Regions from separate parts of the Xenopus laevis genome. Here region 1 is linked to region 2. A link is a contact called in public Hi-C data. All regions are on one chromosome and are shown on one strand. The core of a region is the stretch at or near the end of the contact, and the rest is flanking DNA. Distances in the headings are between cores, read along the strand shown. Region 1 has its middle 52 kb from the start of LOC108697784. Region 2 holds the start of tspan4.S (tetraspanin-4).

Region 1 (5,688 bases), core at 897-3,396, 56 kb before region 2:
TCCCTTTACCCTTTACGCAGTGGGGTAGGTAATATTAATTAAAGGGCATGTAAAGTCTAAAATAGAATAAGGCTAGAAATGCTGTATTTTGTATACTAAATATAAACATGAACTTACTGCACCACAAGCCTAATCAAACAAATAATTTATGCTTTCAAAGTTGGCTACAGTGGGTCACCATCTTATAACTTTGTTAAACATCTTTGCAAGACTAAGACTGTGCACATACTCAGTGTGGTCTGGGCTGCTTAGGGATCATCATAAACAAAGCTGCTTGAGTTCTGCATGGCTGGGAAGTAAGGCGGGGGCTCCCCCTGCTGTTCATAAGTATGATTGTTTCCCTGCTCAGCAGTTAGGGACCATCTGACAATTCCTATCCACAGCAGTAAATGAAGGGAGAATTTCACTGCATACAGTCAGGTTTCTTATAAAAACGGTACACATTTTTTAATTAAAGTATATTGGAGATAGGTTTCTTTTTCATTAAAGTAAAGAAAGTAAAAATGGGATTTTATTTTTTTGCCTTTACATGCCCTTTAAAGGACCAGTAACACCAACAAATGAAAGTGTTGTAAAGTAATGAAAATATCATGTAGTGTTGCCCTGCACTGGTACAGCAGGTGTGTTTGCTTCAGAAACATGACTATAGTTCATATAAACAAGCTGCTGTGTAGCAATGGCGGAAACTGAAAAAAGTCTCTATGGCACAGGTTAAATAGTGGATAACAGATAACACCATTATGTTCTACAGAGTTTATCTGCTGTGTAACATGAGCCTTTTCTCCTTTGAATGGCTGCCCCCATGGCTAGACAGCAGCTTATTTATACAAACAATAGTAGTGTTTCTGAAGCGAACGCAGCAGTTTTAGGGCAGAGACGCACGCTCAGATTTGGGGAGATTAGTCGTCCAGCGACAAATCTCCTCTTCTTCGGGCGACCAGTCTCTCCGAAGTCTGAACTGCCTCCCGCACGCTAGAATGTAAATCGCCGGTGGGATGGCAATCGGTTCGCTTTGTTTTCCGAAGCCACCCAAAGTTGCCGCAAGATGGAAACATCGGGTGACTTCAGAAAAAGAAACGTTTGGAGTGCCAGTGCAGTTCGGAGAGATTAGGGCAACTCTGCATTATATTTGTATTACTTAAGTGTAATTACTTTTGATGTTACTTTTCCTTTAAGCATTGGTGTCACAGATGCAACCTGTAATTTTGGGGGGCTTGGGTGGGGTCATGCATTCACCTCTTCTGACCGCATACCATACCCCTGTGTGCTTAAATTCAAGTGTCCTTTAACCAATCCAAGGGAGCCTTGCCAGCCCCGTGTCTTGTCAGTGCTTATATGAACAAGCAGCTCCCTTGAGTTGTGCCCAGGAATGTGCAATAACAACTGGCTTAGGGCTCCTTATTATTTACTTAGTGTCTCCTTTGTGCTTTAATTGCCAAGACTTTGTTTATGAAGGAGGGGCCCTAACCAGGTGGGGACTACCAATATCTTTTTTAATTTTTTTTTAAATTTAAGTTTACTCCAAAAAGATCCCAGCCTGCACCCGTGTGTAGTCCTGCACTGGGAATCATTATAGGCCCTGGCATTTCAAGTACACAGAGGCCTGAACAGCCCAATAAATAGTGACTGTCTATGGCATCTTACAGCAGCCCCTCTGGCAATTGCCAGAACCCACAGATTGCCAGTCCGGGCCTGCTCGTGGGTCTGCTGGCTTAGGCATTTTCAAGTGCTAATCACCTGATCCACAAGTGCACCCAAGGGTGCAGGCAATTTCCATAGGAATGAAATAGGGATAGTTGTGAATGTTCTTTCGCCACCAAGCTGTGACAAAACGAGTGGAATAGGCCTGTTTGTAATTACCGTTAGGGGTGTGATTGTGTGCCTCTTCGTGCTTTAGAACCTGCACCCAGGCCAATGGAAAAAAAGGTCTATGATCCAATAGGATCAGTCTCATGAATCTTTTTAACAAATGGCAATACACTCACCAGTGAGAAGCAAATGGCCCAAGGTGTGATGAAAGGGCAACCAAAGCCCCTTTCAATTATTTTATTTGCACTAAAGTACCACCTGCTGTGTACAAAAGCCACGTGAATCTAATGTTATTGATTCTTTTCTGGAGCTGACCACCTGGTTCCCCCTTCAATGGGACCTTGCACCCAGCACAGTGCAACTACTTCACCCCTGGCTACTGGGAAGAGATAAACTAGAAGCTGATTGTGTGGTGGGGCCATAGAGAAACTGCAGCAATATGCTATAATACAAATGAACCAAGCACTTGTACGATTTTTAATTAACACAAAATTCTGCTAACTGTGAATTATGTTTTCACACCAAGTGATATTTGCAAGGATACAGTAACTCATATCATTCTGCCATGTATTTGTGCATTCTGTTCAGTGTAAAAATAAAAACTTGGTAAATAGATAGGCTGTGCAGAGTAAAAAAAAATGTATCTAATATAGTTAGTTAGCCAAAAATGTAATGTATAAAGGCTGGAGTTACTGGATGTGTAACATAATAGCCAGAACACTACTTCCTGCTTTGCAGCTCTCTTACTCTCAGTTAGTCAGCAACTTGAAGGGGGCCCACATGGGACATAACTGTTCAGTGAGTTTGCAATTGATCCTCAGCATACAGCTCAGATTCAAAAGCAACAGATATGACCCATGTGGCCCCCCTCAAGGCTCTGATTGGTTACTGCCTGGTAACCAATCAGTGGAAACCAAGAGAGCTGCAAAGCAGGAAGTAGTGTTCTGGCTATTATGTTACACATCCAGTCACTCCAGCCTTTATACATTACATTTTTGGCTAACTAACTATATTAGATACATTTTTTATTTCGCACAGCCTATCTATTTACATAGTTTTTATACTAAAAAGTTCCTTTAAGTCTCTCGCCAGGTAAATATTTTGACTGCTCTCACACAAGAATGAAGAACAGTTTTTTCCCACAAAAAGTAATTTTTGTTTGTAAATGGGTTGTATGATACTATTAATCTTAAACAAGTTAGATGTACCCTGGGAAGAACTGAATGTTCTTATTGGCTGCAGGTTTGTTCGAACATTTCAATACTTTTATTGGCTATAGGTTGGTTTAACCCTGGAAATATTTGGCTGCAGTTGGTCTAAATGTCCCTATACAAGGGCCAATATAAGCTTCCGACAGATTAAGTCAGAAGCTTATTGGGCAGTGTATGGGGCCCTCCGATGGGCTTCCCTGGTCGATATTTGGCTGAAATTCTGCCAGATTTCGATTAGGCAGTTTTAAAAATCCAGTCGGGTAGAGTACCATATTGGTTTGTTAATTCGGTCCTCGATCCGTCCATATTCTCTACATTGTGATCCACCTCAAGGTGGACATATTGGGGAAAGATCCGCTCAGTTGGCGACCTCGCCAAACAAGCGGATCTCTGTATGTATGGCCATCTTTACCCTGCAAAGATTCCAATGCTTTTATTGGCTGCAGGTTGGTCTAACCCTGGGAAGATTTGGCAACAGGTTGGTCTAAAGGTGGGCATACACAGGCCGATAAAAGTTGCAGACAGACAACGTTGGCAGCTTATTGGCTAGTGTATGGGGACCCCGATGAGCTTCCCTGATCGATATCTGGCCACAAATCAGACACATGATGATTAAAAAAGCTTAAAATTCCTGTCGGATTGAGGACCACATTGTTCCTTGATTCCACCATCTGCATTTCTGGCCTTCTGATCTGATCATTGGGCGCCAGAATTGGATCAGTCTGATATCGCCCACTCAAGGAGAGCATATCTGTGCAACATCCACTTGTTTTGGCAGATCAACCCCTGTATGGTCATCTTAACCCTGAGAGGATTTCAATGTTCTTTTTAGCTACAGGTTGGTGTAACCCTGAGAAGATTTGGTTGCAAATTGGTCTAACCCTGAGAAGATTTAAATGTTCTTATTGGCTGTAGGCTGGTCTAAAGGTGGCCATACATAGGCCGATATAAGCTTAGGCAGTGTATGGAGCCCCCCGAAGGGCTTCCCCCAATCCATATCAGGCTGAAAATTGCCAAGATTTTTTAAAATCCAATCTGATCGAGGATCACATTGGTTTGTCAGATTTCAATGTTCTTATTACGCTCAAGAAGTTGTGCAGCAGAGTTCAGAAGTAGCATAGTTAGATCCCAGAGCTTTTCAGATAACAGATCCCATACATATGTGCAGTTTTATATGATACTAGGTTAGCATTTCAAAAAGTACATTACAGAAACCAAAACCAAATGCATTTTTAAAAAACTTTATTGTTATATAAAGCAGGGGGTAGTCATTGGCATCCCTTGTGTCCAGCTGATGGTAATAATGACATTATATGAGAAATCAGAATACGATATTCTGCAATAATAGTGTTTACACTGGTCTTGGCTGAGAGGATACCAACAGTGTCAGAGACCTCATAGAGAGGGTTTACCAAATGGGGACCTCAAATTCCACTGTCAAGGCGGATAACACGTCCATCAAGTGGGAGGAGCTTACACAATGCTGTTTCAGTGCATGTGCAACTACAACTCCCAGAGCCTCATGTCAGAGACCCCTTTAGCATAGTGTCTGGGTCCTGCAGGAACATTCTTGGGTCCCTTATCTCCAAAAGCATTAGGAAGATGAAATTAATCAGGGCCTATACTACTGGGGCCCTTAGCTGCTGCTGGATCAGCCATCGCTATTATTATATACCAGGTACTGGGAAAACATATCTCTCACAACTAAAACAAGTTTCATGGCAAAAGTCCAACTAGAAAGCCTTCATATGTCATCCACCAATAGGTCTGGCCTAGGAAGCAGAGCACTGGTTATTATTTTTGGAGACCTTTTAGTTGCCCATGGCTGCCATGAAGCCAAAATGTGGCAACTGTTCAGAAGTAATGATGTTGCTTGATAGCCAGTAGATCAATCTGGATTCTTGCACCAACCCAAAGTGTATTCTGAAGGACACCGATTGGCACCGCTTAATAACTAGACACCCATGTCGCCACCAATGTAATACTAACTGCAAAAATCAGCTTCAAGATATATATTCATATAGTAATGCTAAATCAAATGACTCCTAATGCCCATTTATTGTGCTCTGTACATGCCCGGCTGGGAAAGGATCAAGTGGGAACTCTGAATAATCTGCTTTTTTGCTGAGGAAATGCCAGTGCTTAAAGGACCAGTAACACCAAAAATTAAAACCAATAAAGATCATGTATTTCTATAGTGTGCGCTTTAAAGGGATTCTGTCATGATTTTTATGATGTTGTTTTTGTTTCTAAATGACACTGTTTACACTGCAAATAATTCACTCTACAATATAAAATTTCATTCCTGAACCAGCAAGTGTATTTTTTAGTTGTAATATTGGTGTGTAGGTGCATCTCAGGTTATTTTGCCGGGTCATGTGCTTTCAGAAAGAGCCAGCACTTTAGGATGGAACTGTTTTCTGGCAGGCTGTTGTTTCTCCTACTCAATGTAACTGGATGTGTCTCAGTGGGACCTGGATTTTACTATTGAGTGCTGTTCTTAGATCTACCAGGAGCTGTTACCTTGTATCAGGAAACTGTTATCAGGTTACCTTCCCATTGTTCTGTTGTTAGGCTGCTGGGGGGGAGGGAGGGGGTGATATCACTCCAACTTGCAGTACAGCAGTAAAGAGTGACTGAAGTTTATCAGAACACAAGTCACATAACT
Region 2 (6,274 bases), core at 1,402-3,901:
GGTTATGGTGCACAATTTTCACTTGAACATTTAAAAGGGACCTTGAGACCAGTCCAGAAGCGATGAACTAGCGATTAGCAAACCATGGAATGTTCCACCCCCTGCCAGACCTTCATTCCTACCAAACATTACTGCTACTGCCAAGTCTTCATTCCCAAAATGACTGTAGACGGAGCCAAAACTCACATGAGTACACAGTGCATCTGATTCTGGCTGCGCAGTACAGCAAATCTGCCATGGAAATAGACAGTGACATCCCAGGAAAACACTGCCACTGGCAGAGACAATCACGCTAGGAAAAAAACTTTCCATGCAAAAAGTATCCCCAATTCATGTAACGTTACACAAAGCCACAAGGACTGAGAGACTACACACACATAGAAATAGTAAAGACAGACAAAGGGTCACTAAACAACCCAAATGAAATGGACAAATTTAGACAGGAGGTTTTATTCAAGGGTGGGTACCAGAAGTTAGAGTCCTGCACGGGTCCAATCAGACAGACCCGTGCCCGACCCGGACCCGCAGACCTGCACAGTGTTGGAATGGGACACCAGGGGCCCACCCAAAAACCTTAGACCAGGGGCCCACTCTCAGTACTATTATTCTTCCTCTCCTATAATCTATTATTCTATCTATTTAGCCTCTTTGTTCTCATAGAAATAAAGAATGGCCATGAAAAAGGCCAAAATGTTTAGCAGCATGAGGGGCCACTGATACCTGGGCCCCCCGGGAGTTTATCCGGTATCCTGGTGGGCCAGTCCGACACTGGCTGCAAGCCGACCCACTACCCTCTATGCCCCGCCCACCCAGACCCACTACCCGACCAAACTGGCAAACAGCTTGCTTACCCCCTGACCCAGTGCCCGAGAAAACTGGAAGCAAAGTCACTTTTTAACCGGATGTGGCATCACACGGGACCCTATTCCACTAGGTAAGGAAAGAGATCTTACCACAAACTCAGGAGAGGGTACGAGGGACCAGGCCTGCAACATAGCTGGGTACCCAGATGGGTTACCCACTGACTACTTGCACAATAAGGCACTCAGAAATTTCTGCCCAAAATCCAACCACCTTGTGGGTATTCTGCGGGTACCTGACCCAATGCAGGACTCTACCAGAAGTCTTTTTTTTTTTTAGGGGGATTATGAACCATATGTTCAAACTGGACTGGGAGTGAAGATAGGCCCTGGCATTCCAAGTAGGGATGCACCTAATCCAGGATTTCGGTTCGGGATTCTGCGTTTTTCAGCAGGATTTGGCCGAATCCTTCTGCCCGGTTGATGCATATGCAAATTAGGATTTGGATTCAGTTTGGTATTCGGCTGAATCTTTCGCAAAGGATTTGGGATTTTGGCCGATTCCAAAATAGTGGATTTGGTACATCCCTAATTCTAAGTACACAGAGGTCCAAATAGTCCTCCACCAGCCCAATACATAGTGACTGTCTATGGGACCTTACAGCAGCCCCTCTGGCATATGCCAGAACCCACAGATTGCCAGTCCGGGCCTGGTTCAAAGCATTTATTTGGGACATTCTTCTAACATGAAATGTGGAAGGGCATAACTGTCTCTATTCACCTCCAAAAATGAATATAATATGGCTATCCAACTTGTTTCCCCTGGCTGGGGTTAAACGTGTGGATGATACATGTTAGATGCTGCTGGAGTCTACATGTTACACAGCCCTGATAGCAAGGCTTTCTGACCCCAACTTACCTTACTAAATACATCAATTATCCAAGTGTTGCAGCAGTTTCCCAGAAAAAAAAAAAAATATATATATATATCATCAAGGCACAGTGGGTTTCTTTGCTACCCTTCTGCATACTACCTAAACGCTTCAGGGCCCCTCAATATTTAGGAGTTGGGTCAGCTGTCCCCTATAAAATCATCTGACCCTTATAAGAATGTCTGCTCCCCCCCCCCCTATATGAACATCTGCCCTTAGTTACAGCCTTATTTCTGGAAGACCAGACTCACCATATAAAACCCACGGTTTGAATGGTTAATTATTGTGATCATTTAGAGTCTCTCGGTGCATGGCTGGAGAGTGACCAGTGCAGTCTGCAACATGGATCTAAAGTATTTCTCTACTTTCAAGGGGCAACAGGGCAGTTTGGCTGATGAGAGTGGAATGAGAAATAGGGGGCAGAATAATAAACTGGGACAGAGCAGCAGAAACAGAACTGCCATTTATTATTCTGCTTTACCCCCCAAACAAACCTAGAGCCACAATAGTGATATGCTGCTCTGCTTCCAGAAGAGGTTCTGCAGAGGCTGGGGTCTAATCACTAGGCAAAAAGGAGAGGGTAGTGTAAAACTAAGTTACTGTCCCCTGCTTAACCACAAAGGAACAAACAACAGATCCATCTCTAACTCCCCTCCCAACAGAGAACTTTCCTGCTCCCACTTCTTACCCAGATATCCCGCTGTAGGTTAGTGTCCCGCAAAGAGCGATGGAGATCAGTCCACTTTCAGTTGTAGAGGGGGGATTCTTCTCACTTGCTGCTGATCACGCCAGGGATGTTGTGCTCTGTTATTGCTCGGCTCTGAGTTCCCAAACTCTTTCTGTTTCTTTTACTCCCTTCTGGCAGCTCAGCGCACTGTCTGGCAGCGGTGGGGGGCTGGTCCTTCACTAGTCACGTGACTCAGGGAGTGGGAAGGTGAGGGTCCTGAAGGAAATGAGAGGGAGGCGGGGGCGCAGTCTGTGGGGGGGGAACGCTAATGGGAACAATGTGTGACTGGCGGACTGGAGGGAAAAGAATGCGGGGTCTCTTTTGTTTGCAAGTTTTACGGAGTCAGCTCAGAATTTCCATAAACTTGCCTTTTTTTCATATCCTAAAAAGTCTCTTGGGTGTCAGGCAGTTGGGTGATACCTTGGGTGTCAGGCAGTTGTTGGGTGATCCCTTGGGTGTCAGGCAGTTGTTGGGTGATCCCTTGGGTGTCAGGCAGTTGTTGGGTGATCCCTGGGGTGTCAGGCAGTTGTTGGGTGATCCCTTGGGTGTCAGGTAGTTGTTTGGTGATCCCTTGGGTGTCAGGCAGTTGTTGGGTGATCCCTTGAGTGTCAGGCAGTTGTTGGGTGATCCCTTGGGTGTCAGGCAGTTGTTGGGTGATCCCTTGAGTGTCAGGCAGTTGTTGGGTGATCCCTTGGGTGTCAGGCAGTTGTTGGGTGATCCCTTGGCCGTCAGGCAGTTGTTGGGTGATCCCTGGGGTGTCAGGCAGTTGTTGGGTGATCCCTTGGGTGTCAGGCAGTTGTTGGGTGATCCCTTGGGTGTCAGGCAGTTGTTGCGTGATCCCTTGGCCGTCAGGCAGTTGTTGGGTGATCCCTTGGGTGTCAGGCAGTTGTTGGGTGATCCCTTGGGTGTCAGGCAGTTGTTGCGTGATCCCTTGGCCGTCAGGCAGTTGTTGGGTGATCCCTTGGGTGTCAGGCAGTTGTTGGGTGATCCCTGGGGTGTCAGGCAGTTGTTGGGTGATCCCTTGGGTGTCAGGCAGTTGTTGGGTGATCCCTTGGGTGTCAGGCAGAGTTTGTGAGTAACAGGTTCATATTGTCTTTCCCATTTCTCTCAGGCACAGATCAGCCTATCCCCCGAGACAAAAGCCAGAGATATTGCTGCTTATCCCTGGCCCCATGTACAGAGCCTCATAAAGATTTAGAGCAGTGCCGTGATATGTACAATAAACTGGAAACAGAGCCATAACCAACCCTGTATCCCCATTGCAAGTGAAATTAAAGTCAGCATTGGAAAGGTAAACTTGAGTTACATCTGCCTATATTAGCACTATGATAATAGTCTCTGGGAAGGGAGTGTGACTGTAGGATAGCAGGTATAGTAGGGAGAGATGGTGCCTATAGTAACAGTGGGATAATAGTCTCTGGGAAGGGAGTGTGACTGTGGGATAGCAGGTATAGTAGGGAGAGATGGTGCCTATAGTAACAGTGGGTAATAGTCTCTGGGAAGGGAGTGTGACTGTGGGATAGCAGGTATAGTAGGGAGAGATGGTGCCTATAGTAACAGTGGGTAATAGTCTCTGGGAAGGGAGTGTGACTGTGGGATAGCAGGTATAGTAGGGAGAGATGGTGCCTATAGTAACAGTGGGGTAATAGTCTCTGGGAAGGGAGTGTGACTGTGGGATAGCAGGTATAGTAGGGAGAGATGGTGTCTATAGTCACAGTGGGGTAATAGTCTCTGGGAAGGGAGTGTGACTGTGGGATAGCAGGTATAGTAGGGAGAGATGGTGCCTATAGTAACAGTGGATAATAGTCTCTGGGAATGGAGTTTGACTGTGGGATAGCAGGTATAGTAGGGAGAGATGGTGCCTATAGTAACAGTGGGATAATAGTCTCTGGGAAGGGAGTGTGACTGTGGGATAGCAGGTATAGTAGGGAGAGATGGTGCCTATAGTAACAGTGGGATAATAGTCTCTGGGAAGGGAGTGTGACTGTGGGATAGCAGGTATAGTAGGGAGAGATGGTGCCTATAGTAACAGTGGATAATAGTCTCTGGGAATGGAGTTTGACTGTGGGATAGCAGGTATAGTAGGGAGAGATGGTGTCTATAGTAACAGTAGGATAATAGTCTCTGGGAAGGGCGTGTGACTGTGGGATAGCAGGTATAGTAGGGAGAGATGGTGCCTATAGTAACAGTAGGATAATAGTCTCTGGGAAGGGCGTGTAACTGTAGGATAGCAGGTATAGTAGGGAGAGATGGTGTCTATAGTAACAGTGGGGTAATAGGGACTATGACTGTGGGTAGCAGGTATAGTGGAGTTATGTGGTTGTTGAAATCATCACTGACATAAGGCTGATATATCCCATGCCCAGTACAGCAGCTCTATGACTGGAACCTCATTCTTGCACAGATGTTACCATGCCCCAGTAAGTGGTGCAACAACTCATATCAGGAATGTTTAGACACATTTTACTCATAAAATTATCCAGTGATAAAGCAAAAGAAAAGTTTTTTCCATTAGAACAAAATGACTGCACCCTTAGCTGTAAACCAGGGATAAGGAAAGTCTGGCTCATTAGTGCATTGACCCCAGAGACTCCTATATGTCAGTTGTGTTTATTCTTGCTCCTATCTATTAAGTGGAACTTCCCAGAAAAGTGACAGGCATGGATCTTCTCATGGGCCCCTAATAGAGAAAAGGATAGAACCATTATCTCTGTGGGGGTGGAGTGGTGGGAGTTTAAAACTTTTCATTTGATCTTCTATGGTTTGTGTAGTATCTAGGGATGTAGCGAACGTCGGAAAAAAAGTTCGCGAACATATTCGCGAACTTGCGCAAAAACGCGAGCGGTTCGCGAACGGTTCGCGAACCCCATAGACTTCAATGGGAAGGCGAACTTTAACATCTAGAAAAGACATTTCTGGCCAGAAAAATGATTTTAAAGTTGTTTAAAGGGTGCAACGACCTGGACAGTGGCATGCCAGAGGGGGATCAAGGGCAAAAATGTATCTGAAAAATCTGCCTGTGTGTGCTTGGAAGAGATAGTGTAGGGGGAGAGCTGTTAGTGATTTCAGGGACAGATGATAGTAAGTTTGCTGGCTAGTAATCTGCTTGATACTGCTCTGTATTGGAGGGACAGAAGTCTGCAGGGATTTGAGGGACATTTTAGCTTAGGTAGCTTTGCTGGCTAGTAATCTACTGTTCTCTTTAAACAACTGCCATACGTTGACCTTGTAGGCATTGTTTGCCCAGTTTTTTTGGACGCAGCCACTGAAGCACAGTTGCCAGAAAAAATATGCCATATAAATGCTGAAAATAGTCATTTTTCGCCATACGTTGACCTTGTAGACATTGTTTGCCCAGTTTTTTTGGTTGCAGCCACTGAAGCACAGTTGCCAGAAAAAATATGCCATATAAATGCTGAAAATAGTCATTTTTTGCCATATACGTTGAGTCAACGTATGGCAAAAAATGACTATTTTCAGCATTTATATGGCATATTTTTTCTGGCCTCTGTGCTTCAGTGGCTGCGGCCAAAAAAACTGGGCAAATAATGCCTAAAAGGTCAACTTATACACTACTACAGCGGTAGTAAAATAAAAAAAAGTAAAATAAAAAAAAATGAATATTAAAAAAAAAAAATTAAAGTTGGTGCTGCTGAACTACTAGGAGCAGCAGATTAGCACACCAGTCCCACTCCCCAACACTGGTAGACTAATAGCACTGGGCTCTTATAGTAGTAGTAGTAGTAGTAGTAAAACAACAAAAAAATAAATAAAAGCAGTCCTTACAAGGACTACTGTTATTGCAGCAGTCAGCA

The links. A called contact is a pair of places that touch in the nucleus more often than the background predicts.
Region 1: a contact with region 2 is called in a Hi-C map of the XL177 cell line, with 4 times the contacts expected there. The contact joins the enhancer-like site here to the promoter of tspan4.S in region 2. A contact is called at or near these places in 2 of 4 Hi-C or Micro-C datasets (the XL177 cell line and the XTC cell line).

The regions. Positions count from the first base shown.
Region 1 is chr7S:97,296,314-97,302,001 of Xenopus_laevis_v10.1, reverse strand. No RefSeq gene overlaps it. Among protein-coding and RNA genes, the nearest start is that of LOC108697784, 52 kb to the left of the region's middle. Within about 2 kb of position 2,146, at least 1 of the 7 cell types and tissues checked has an H3K27ac peak or open chromatin away from gene starts, as enhancers often do.
Region 2 is chr7S:97,239,873-97,246,146 of Xenopus_laevis_v10.1, reverse strand. tspan4.S (tetraspanin-4) reads right to left here and starts at 2,651. Exons shown (of 8, transcript XM_018226986.2): 1 at 2,421-2,651.